2 separate regions of the Oryctolagus cuniculus genome follow, and region 1 is linked to region 2. A link is a contact called in public Hi-C data. All regions are on one chromosome and are shown on one strand. Each heading gives the region's core, a stretch centred on a gene start, on an enhancer-like site or on the middle of the called end of the contact. The rest is flanking DNA. Distances are from core to core; before and after follow the strand shown. Region 1 overlaps C12H15orf40 (chromosome 12 C15orf40 homolog). Region 2 overlaps WHAMM (WASP homolog associated with actin, golgi membranes and microtubules).

Region 1 (5,247 bases), core at 8-2,507, 170 kb before region 2:
TCCCACTGGGCGGCAGGAACCCAAGTACTTGAGTCACCCTCTGCTGCCTCCCAGCCACATTAGCACGGAGCTGGACTGGAAGTAAAGATGACACTCAGTCCCAGGCACTCTTACGGGGTGTGGGCCCCCAGACAGCGGCGTAACCAGCTGCGCTAAAGCACTCACCCCTTTCTAATTTCAGTCAAAGCATAGTTACATTTATGGGGTACACTGTAATAGTTTGCTACCTGTACACGATGTGTGCTGATCAGTTCAGAGTGATTCGCATTTCCATCTCGTTAACACTTGTCGGTTCTTTGTGTCTGGAACCCACAGACTCCTCTCTTCTAGTTCTTTGTTAAACACATCCCCACCCTTTCCCCACACTGTCCCAGTGTGTGCCATAAAGATATCGGACTTGGGTTTTCACAGGGTCACAGGTAGGATGCTTTCCCTACAAGTTCCAGAAAAGCCCACCTGGCAAGCAGTAAAGGGGGTTATGAGCTCACACACTGGCGAGGTCCAGAGGCAGGGTGCGCTTAGGTGTTGACACCGCGGCTCAGTGATGTCATGGAGGACCCACTTCCTGCTCTGGCTTCATCCTCGGGTCAGCCGCCCTCTGGAGGCAAAGGGCCAGGGTTCCAGGTTTCACAGACTCCACTCGGGACAGCTCTGGTGTGTCTTTCCCAAAGACTCAGCCTCGTAATTCACACCAGGGCAGAGGATGTGGGATTCCAGGGAAAGCCATGCTACAACACGAGTCCTCAATCAGCGGGAAAGTATGAAGAAAGGAGTGGATGCTGGTTAGCAACTAGCAGTTTCAACTACAATAACCTACTTCATTTAAAATGGCCGTGAGCCGCCATCTGAGGCTCTGGCCCCCGTGGCCACCTTGCGCAGTAAGCTTCGGTCCTAAGCCCATGGCCCAACCACAGGTGTCCGCTCCACCCCCACCCTAACGGGATTCGCTGCTCCTGCTTCCCTGCCCCCTGGCAAACGTATAACAGGACCCACTTCCAGCACGCATGCTCTCTCCCCTCCCCCGGGCCCATCAGGTTTCCCCCACCTGACAGTAAACCTTTCCTCTTTAAAAAAAAAAAGTGACCGTTATCTAACATGGAAACTTTTCCTCAGTTTTTATAAGAAACTGAACAGGATCCTTTAACAGAGTTACATCCCAGTGAGGCTCTGTCATCGAAAGCTTGCAGGAGGTAGGAGCTGGCCCAGAGACAGGAGAACAGAACCTGAGGCGGCCTGCAGCAGTCTGACCACGCCCACACAGCTGCTCCTCACTGGGGATATCATGGCTAACGCCTGGGCACCTGGCCTGCTGCAGGAGTTCAGGCAATACAGCTTTCTTCAGCTGGGCCCTGGTTTTCCTCCGCGAACACAGAGGTAGACCCAGGGTGGAGGACAGAATTCAGACTTCACATGTGCCTCAGGCCGGGTCTCGAGCCTGGGCCAACCCATTCATTTCAAGTGAATACTTTCTCTACTGTGTCTGGAGAGACCTGTTATTACCTGCCTTTGAATGAGATTGGAAGGACACCAGCTGTGGGGACTGGTATGTTCTGTCTGTCATCTGTCACCCCCACCCTAATAACCAGTCCTGCAAAACTGGCTACCAGTTTGTTAGCGTGGTGACTGACTTGCCAGTCCACACTGGCTGTTTGGCCTCCGCTGACAGCTGGCTCCCCCTGTCCTGAAGGCAGGCAGAGATTTTGGCTCCTGCTTCTGGAGGGCCATCCCATACTCCTCGGGATGGAGAGAGTAGAGGATGTAGTGGCACCTCTGTGGTGTTGGAAGTTCCGGAGGGCTAAAATCCACAATGTTGTACTAGGCTAAGCCTCCACTTGTGCTGCCATCATCCCATAAGGATGCCTGTTCGAGTCCGGGCTGCTCCTCTTCCAATCCAGTTGTGCTAATGGTGCGGGAAAGCACATGAGGATTGCCTAAGTGCTTGGGCCCCTGATCCCACGTGGGAGACCAGAGGAGGCTCCTGGCTCCTGACTTCAGATAGGCCCAGCTCCCGCTGTGGTGGCCGTTTGAGTAGTGAACCAGCAGATGGAAGACCTTTCCCTCTCTCTCTCCGTAACTGCCTCTCAGATAAGTAAATAATCTTTAAAAATAAACTACAGTGTTATGCGGTGGTTATCTGCATTGTGGGCTACCAGCATCCCCCTCTGGGATTTGGGTCAGTAGTTCAACAGTAATGCAGAATGCAAGTTTTAGAACCCAACTGGCCTAAAGTGCAAACACTCTTAATGTATTGACTAGAAACCAAGCACTGGAGAAGCTAGTTTCAACTTACACCCAAGAGGTGGCACTGTAATGCAACACACAGAGGCACACACATTTCTCTCTCTCTCGCTCGCTCGCTCTCTATCTATCTGTCTGTCTATCTGAAGGCAGCGTGACAGAGTTCCATCCACTGGTTCCCTCCCCAAATGCCTGCAAACGGTCCAGGCCATCCTGGTCTCCCACATGGGCGCCACACCACACATAATCTGAGCACTGAGCACTAATCTCACACACTGATCCTTGCTGTCAGGCCAGAGTGTTGTCAGCTGAGTGGTCAGGGACCTCCCTTAACTGCAGCTTCCTTCCAGGAGTTCCACATAGAGTGTTTGCAGATGGAATTGAGCTGGGCAGTCGGCAGGGAACTGATCTCTCATCAGGAGGCCAATTCAGTGAATGAGTGAAGAACACCTGCCAGGTAGACAGTGCGGCAGTGGATCCTGTCCTGGTACCTTCTGTCTCGTGGGAAGCCTCTTCAAGCGTCATCACCTGAAGGGGCTGGTGTTGTGATATAATGGGTAAAGCTGCCACCTGTGGTGTTGGCATCCCATATGGGCACCGGTTCAAATCCTGGCTGCTCCACATCCGATCCAGCTCAAAACAGCAGAAGATGGCCCAAGTGCTTGGGTCCCTGCACCCATGTGGGAGTCCGGAAGTAGCTCCTGACTCCTGGCTTTGGACCGGCTCAGCTGCAGCTGTTGTGGCCATTTGGGGAGTGAACCAGCAGATGTTCTCTCCCTCTCTATAACTCTAGCTCTCAAATACATGAATCAAAAAAAAAAAAAAAAAAAAAAAAACCAAACCTGGGGGCCCAAAAGCAAAAGTAGACAAACAGGATTGCATCAGGTTGGGAGCTGCTGTACGGTTAAGGAACACTCAGAAGTGAAGGGACGCCTGCGTTGGTAGACAGTGTCTGCGAACTATTCCACTGTCAAGGAATTAATGTCTGGAATGTATACGGAACTCAAACTCAACAGCAAAAACAAATAATCAGATGTTAAAATGGGCAAATTACATTTATAGATGTTTCTCAAAAGCAGATACACAATTGGAAAACAAGTATATAAAAAATGCTCAGTATCACTAATATCACAGAAATGCAAGTCAAAACCACAATGAGCCATCTCACCCCAGTTAAAGTGCCTTTTTTTAAATATTTATTTATTTGAAAGAGTTACACAGGGAGAGGGAGAGACAGATCTTCAATCCACTGTTCACTCTTCAGATGGCCACAACAGCTGGGGTTGGTCCAGGCCGAAGCCAGGAGCCACATACAGTTTCCCAGGTGCATACCAATGGCCCGTATGCTTGGGCCAACTACTGCTGCTTTCCCAGGCCATTAGTAGGGAGCTGGGTCGGAAGGGGAGCAGCCAGGACATGAACCAGCGCCCATGCAGGATGCCGGCACTGCAGGCGGCAGCTTTACCCGCTATGCACAGCTCCATCCTCAGTGGCTATTAATGATGATAAATACTGCAGGGAAAGCGGGCCCTGATTGCTGATGCTGGGATGTGAATTAGTACGGCCACTAGGAAAACTGGAGGTTCCTGAGGAAACCGGAAACAACCATCAGAGGGCCCAGTGATCCTACTCCAGGGCAGAGCACAAAGGAGTGAAATCAGTGTCCAGCAAACACCTGCACGCACGCTTCCCGTGGCACTGGTCACAGCAGCCGAGACACGGGATCAACCTGCGTGTCCACTGACGGGTGACTGAACAGAGAAACGACAGCACATGCATCTGTACACAGTGGAATGTTACCACAAGACATGAAGTTCTGTCAGTGGCAGAGCTGGATGGGACGGGAGGACATTATGTTAGGACAAATATCCATGTTCCCACGTGTTCTCATGTGCGGAAGCTGGAAGTCGACTTCACAGACGCAGAGACTAGACCTGTGCTTACCAGGGCGTGGGCAGGGTATGGGGGAAGTGGGGTGGAGAGGGGATGGTTAATGGTGCAGGGGTGCCACTAGAAAGGAGGAGTAGCTTTCTACGCTCTGTGGCACAGTAGGGTAACTGCCATTGACAACTAATGGGACCTTTTGATATAACTAGGAGAGAGGATTTGGAGTGCTTCCAACACAGGATATCCGAGGTGACAGATACGCCAGTTACTGTGACCCCATCATTACACATTTTGTGAATGGGATGAAATGTCACACCCCTTAAGTCTGTACAATTACTATCTGTCAATTAAAAATAAAACTACATGTTTTCTAGAAGCTCTGACCATCCAGATCAGAGGCTGAGTTAAGGGAGGGAGGGTGAGACACATATATGCACACTCATGGGGAATATGCCTTGCTACAATGTTCTAGAAAACAGGTCAGCACTTATTAAAACGTAAGATATTTCAACCCGACAATTCTGCTTTTGAGATGATCCCGCAGAATACATAAAAAGCACCCAAGAGGGCAGGCGTTGTGGCTCAGTGGGTAAAACCACTGCTTGGGAGGCCCACATCCATATCAATGGCAGTTCGAGCCCCGGCTACTCCACTTCCCATCCAGCTCCCTGTGAATGTGCCTGGGAGGTGGCAGATGATGGCTCAAGCATCTGACTCCCTGCCCGCCATGTGGGAGACATAGTTGGAGTTCCTGGCTCCTGGCTTTGGCATGGTCCAGCTCTGGCTGGTGTGGGCATTTGGGAAGCAAACCAGTAGACAGAAGAACACACTCTCTCTCTTTCTGCCTTTCCAAATAAATATTTCTGTTTGCTTAAGCACCAAAGGATGTACAAGGGCGATGCAGCATTGTCAGTATGAGGGAAAGAAAAACCCCAAGTGTCTGCCTACAGGAGAGGCGTCACAACGATGGTGAATCCATCCTAGCAACTGTTGTTACTAGAATTAAATCATCAGTTCCTAAACTACAACTACTGACCTGGAGGGATGACTGTGATATTCTATTGAGTGGGTAAGCAGTCGTGTGTATAAAAGGCATAATTTAAAAGCCTATAACCCCACTTC
Region 2 (5,148 bases), core at 1,159-3,658:
CGGCGCGGGGCGGGGGCCCGGCGGGCACATCCACGCTCCGGAGCGGGGTCCTGCCACGCCTTAGGGAGGCCAGCACTTCGTCCATAGAGCCTGCAACCCAGGAAGCACAGCAGGTGTTAGGATGGAGAGAAAACGAGCTCTCTCCCTCCCGGGCTGCCAGAGCAGTCGCATCAGTTAGCGCCCTGATGTCATAAATAATCACTAATCGCGGCTCTGCTGAAGCCCTGCGTCGGGTCAGCGTTAAGCTCCTGCTCGCGGCCAAGACGGCTTAACAGCTGACATTTTATCTTGGCCACGTGCAACCCAGCGTCTTCAAACCAGAGCCACTTAGAGGGACATCGTGCACAGCCGTCAGAATGCTGCCCTTCGAGGGCCGGAGGCTGTCACCCCTTCCTGCGGTGGAAATCCTCTGAGCCACTGGGCCTGACTTCACTGCGCCCTCCTGTCCCCTCCTGTCCTCTCCTGTTCACTTCCCACTCGGCACACTCTTTTTTTTTTTTTTTTAATGTACCCTGCTGGGTTTAACTTTGCTCTTGGACATCAGCCGGTGATGAGTCACGCTATGCAGAGAAGTGAGAAGATTCCCACACTTGCAGGGCTCAAAGCAGCCTTTGAATCGGGAGCTCAATGAACAGTCTCCTGTGTGCCGCGTGTTTTAATTCCACCTCCGTTGCCCCAGCCCGCTACACGCTCGCTTTTGGAAGGTGTGAAATACGCTGTCAAGACACAAATGAGATCGGAGTTTCAAAGCGCTGGTGAGGAGAAGCTAATTCTCACTCTGCTACCTTGAGACCCCTGAGGGGGTAAGAGCTTTTTAATCACCTGCTGGATACGCGCGAGACCGCTGCCGCTAATTTAGACGTCCTCCGGACAAGGTCTCCAGGGGCGTAACCAGTTCTGGTTCAGGACTGAACGGCCACCTGCCAGCTCCTGCCCATTGGGTTTAGACTGTAACTTACTAAGCTCCCTCCTGGGAGAAGAAAACTCCACAATCGAGGGGGTTTGCCGGGGCAACCCCCTTTCCCATCCCCTTCAGGGCACTGGAGCAGGGTCTGTGAGTGGCACAGGGCTTCCCCAAACTGTGTGCGCAGCCGCAGAGCTGGGCCTGGGGGCCCTTACAGAGACCTGCCCACGTCCAGCTGCACCCCAGGCCACGCGGGCTCTGGCTCTTCACTCTCACACCGTGGTTGCAAACCCTGGGGAACACGGGCCGCCAGCTCTCCACCCAAAACAGTTGTGAGCATTTTTGTCTGTACCCAGTGCTAGGTACAGAGAAACCCCAAACTTAAGTTAACCAGAAAACTCACACGGCCAGTTCTGCAGGTCACTCCCATCAGCTGCCACAGGAACCTTGTGTGTTCCAGACAGGCGTGCTTACATATATATTTTAAAAGCAAATGGGAGGCCAGCACCACAGCTCATTAGGCTAATCCTCCACCTGCGGCGCCAGCACACCGGGTTCTAGTCCCGGCTGCCCCCTTCCAGGCCAGCTCTCTGCTGTGGCCCGGGAGTGCAGTGGAGGATGGCCCAAGTCCTTGGGCCCTGCACCCCATGGGAGACCAGGAGAAGCACCCGGCTCCTGCCTTCGGATCAGCGCGATGCACCGGCCATGGCAGCCATTGGAGGGTGAACCAACAGCAAAGGAAGACCTTTCTCTCTGTCTCTCTCTCTCACTGTCCACTCTGTCTGCCAAAAAAAAAAAAAAAAAAAAAAAAAAGCAAATGGGCAGAGCACTTTGCTAAGACTTCTCTAAAATACAGACCCCAAAGCAGCAGGCCCTGAGTCTGACAGCCTAGTGGGGCTGAGAAACTTCTTCCTGCCAAGGACCCTTGTGATCTTTGTAGCATCCTTCGTGGGCCATACAAAACACTCAACTTGAAAACGAGCTGGCTATAGATGCGCTGAATTTGGAGTCCTGCCTACGATTGCCTTGGTGGGGCCAGACCCAGTAACTTCATGGGTCTTACACGGCCTGTGGGCCACACATTCCCCTCCCCTGCCCCAAGTGTCTTAAACAGTGTCCCCAACGATGTCTGAAGCCATAACTAGAACCATGAGCGACAACCAGAGCCCTCAGCCAGCCTGGAAATATTCACTTGGGTGCGCTGAACTCGCACAGACAAAAAGGGGCCGGGCCACTGCCTTTCAGAAGCCTGCCCGGGCCAAGGCTTCTCAGTGAGCCAGGGGGTCGGGGAGGAGAGCCGGCTAACGTTCCTCCACAGCAGCTTCCAAGAAAGATCCTGCTTCAGGAGCAAGAGTTTAATTCTGTAACGAAGCCCACAGAGATGCAACGGTGAGCTTAAAGCCAAGTGTAAACACACTCAGTGACAGAAACCCAACACATACCAAAGTCTCAAAAAAACCTGAGACAGATGGTTCTTTGACAGCCTCAGACACCGCTCGCAGTGCGTCACTGGGAGCGTGGGGGCGGGGTGCTCGAGCTGGGCTGGCGTCTCCGGCTGCACTCCCTTTGCTCAAGGCAGGCACGCAGAGGACTCTGAGGGCGCAGGGGAGCAGCCGGCGGCCCCTGGGGTGGGAACATGGAGCAGGGACACAGTCCCAGGACATTACCTGGGCCCTGGTGGCTCTCCCAGGCATCACGTGGCCTCTGGGCAGGTTGCTCACACACTAGAGGCAGTGGCTGGTCATCCTGGACTGTAGGCCTGAAGTGTGAACTTGGATGAACTTGAGACCAAGTTGGCAGAGCAGGGAGCGGCGGCGGCGGCGGCGGCGGCGGCGGCGGCGGCGGTGGTGGGGGTGGGGGTGGGGGTGGGGGAAGAGAAAGGGGAGGGTGTTGAGGCGGCGGCAGGGACAAGTCCTCACTGGATGTGGAGGGTGTTTGGGCACCACCTGTCACAAAAACCCGGGCAGGGCCGTTTCCCACACAGTCTTGACACCGGGGGGGCTTCACAGGAGCGCCTTGGGGTGAGAGAGTGCTTCTGGGTTCCCACGGGGATGATGACACGGCGGGTGAGGGTGTCTGTGGGGAGAGGCCAGGGGACGGGTTTGGAGCCCCAGGTTCAGAGCAAGAGGTTCTTGGTACAGGCCGAGCTGGACGTTTCTGGAAATGAAGAAGTGTTGTGAAAAACTCAGCCCAAATGCAAACCATCAGAATGCCCAGGGAGGCTGCCAATCCGTCGACGCGGACGTGGGTCTAGACTGTAATACCCCTCCCACCTGTATCTGAAAGGCTTGCTGGCCAGCTGCGTGCTGAGTCAGGACCGAGCAGACGGGCGATGACAGTGCTGCAGCCCTGTCTCTTCCTCCCTATCACCTCCATGGGTGACCAGCGCCCCCTGGGGACAGGGCCTGAGCGGTCACAGCACACCTCACGGCCCTGCTCTCGTGAAGCGGTCACGTGGCTCCCCTTCCACTCCCCCTGCCGACCCTGACTCCCACCCAGGCCCTGATCCAGCCCGATTAAATCAGGATCCGCAGGGCCTGGGTGGACGGCCTCCGGTCATGGCAGCTACTGCTGGTCCAGGTACAGTGTGACGCTGGCAGCACGGCCCACACAGGACAGTGTTAGCAGGCCGTGCTTCCTCTACTCCAGTCCCGTCGATGACTGTGCCAGGTCTTGTTCCCTCTTTTGGGAGCACCAGTCACCTCGGGTCTTTATGAAGGGGTGGGAGGTGAGAGCAGGTCTGTTCTGGTCAATAAATTCAGTGATATTCTTTAATAGTTCCTATTTACTTTTTTTTTCAGAAAACTTTTTGCTTTTTTTGAATTTGATTAAGACTTACTTACTTATTTGAAAGGCAAAGTGACAGAGAGGGGCGGATCTTCCACCCACTGATTCCCTCCCCAAATGGCTGCAATGGCCAGAGCTGGGCCAGGAGCTTCTTCCAGGTCTCCCATGTGGGTGCAGGGCCCCAAACACTTGGGCCATCTTCTGCATTAGCAGGGAGCTGGATCTGAAGAGAAGCAGCCAGGACTTGAACCCATGCCCACATGGGATGCAGGTGGCACAGGCGCACCGTAACCCACTGTAACACAACGCCGGCCCCCGTTTACTTATAACAGAGCACGTTCATGCACTTAGGTCACAATGCTTCCGTGACAACGTGATAAGGGATTCTTCATCCCAAGTGAAGAAAACGGCCAGCTCAAGTGGACAGCAGCTGAGCCATTTTCCCTATGTAAACCATGGAGGGTGTGGTCCACACCACTTAGGAAGGAGGGGAGAGTAGAACCTGGGCGTGCCATGCGGCAGAAACCATGGTTTGCTTCAGCATGGTTTCTGAGACACTAATCTAGACTTGCTGACTTTTCTCGCTATGCCACGTAGAATGGTATTTTTGTAATTTCATGTTCTGAATGATCTGTTCATAATACTTTATACTTTTCTACTCACTTCCCAGAAAATCTGGGTGATGGGGCCAGTGCTGTGGCCTGGAGGGTTAAGCCGCCACCTGTGATACCAGCATCCCATTTGGGCACCAATTTGTGTCCCGGCTGCTCCACTTCCAATCCAGCTCCCTGCCAATGCACCTGGAAAAGCAGCGGAAGGTGGTCCAAGTGCTTGGGCCCCTGCCACCCACGTGGGAGGCCCAGAAGCTTCTGGCTCCTGGCTTCAGCCTGGTGCAGCCCCAGCTGGTGCAGCCATCTGGTGAGTGAACCAGCAGATGGAAGACCTCTTTCTGTCTCTCCCTCTCTCTGTAACTCTGACTTTGAAAATCAATCAACCAATCACCAGTCAATCTTGAAAAGAAAACAAGGGCGATGTGACTATGCCCAGACCTCACCTCTTTAAATGCTCTCAGTCGCTGGAGCGTTTTTTGGCGTTCTTGGTTTATCCACTCTTTGTTCTTTTGCTCCTCTTCTTTCATCTTGTCTCTTTTCTATTGAAACAAACATTTGTAAAATGCTCACAATCACCATCCAATATGTCTTGGCAAAGAAAGGCACTGTAAGACATTGGTCCCCGCCTGGGCTTCGGGGCCAGGCTGCAGGGCAGGCCCCGGAGGCAATGCTCCCATTCCCCCAGGCGTGGACCAACCCCGGGCCACACTGCCAAATGTACAGCCTTCGCCCTCGGCTACTCACCCTCTGAATACCGTGATGCTGATGAACGTATCTCCTGCTTTCTTCAGCCTGTTGCAGTCGGAGCCGATGATTTTCCTGGCACTGATCCTGGTGGAATAATAC

The links. Hi-C and Micro-C count contacts between places; a contact is called where the count stands out from the background.
Region 1: a Hi-C map of an unstated tissue shows a contact between it and region 2, with 4 times the contacts expected there. The contact joins two enhancer-like sites. A contact is called at or near these places in 2 of 6 Hi-C or Micro-C datasets (ear pinna and an unstated tissue).

Annotation. Positions count from the first base shown.
Region 1 is chr12:101,875,146-101,880,392 of mOryCun1.1, reverse strand. It overlaps C12H15orf40 (chromosome 12 C15orf40 homolog), which reads left to right. Exons shown (of 4, transcript XM_002722994.5): 4 at 1-2,111. Among named protein-coding and RNA genes, the nearest start is that of C12H15orf40, 7.8 kb to the left of the region's middle. Within about 2 kb of position 1,257, at least 1 of the 8 cell types and tissues checked has an H3K27ac peak or open chromatin away from gene starts, as enhancers often do.
Region 2 is chr12:101,708,456-101,713,603 of mOryCun1.1, reverse strand. It overlaps WHAMM (WASP homolog associated with actin, golgi membranes and microtubules), which reads right to left. Exons shown (of 10, transcript XM_051834239.2): 7 at 5,047-5,133; 8 at 4,746-4,841; 9 at 2,572-3,061; 10 at 1-90. Among named protein-coding and RNA genes, the nearest start is that of WHAMM, 24 kb to the right of the region's middle. Within about 2 kb of position 2,408, at least 3 of the 8 cell types and tissues checked have an H3K27ac peak or open chromatin away from gene starts, as enhancers often do.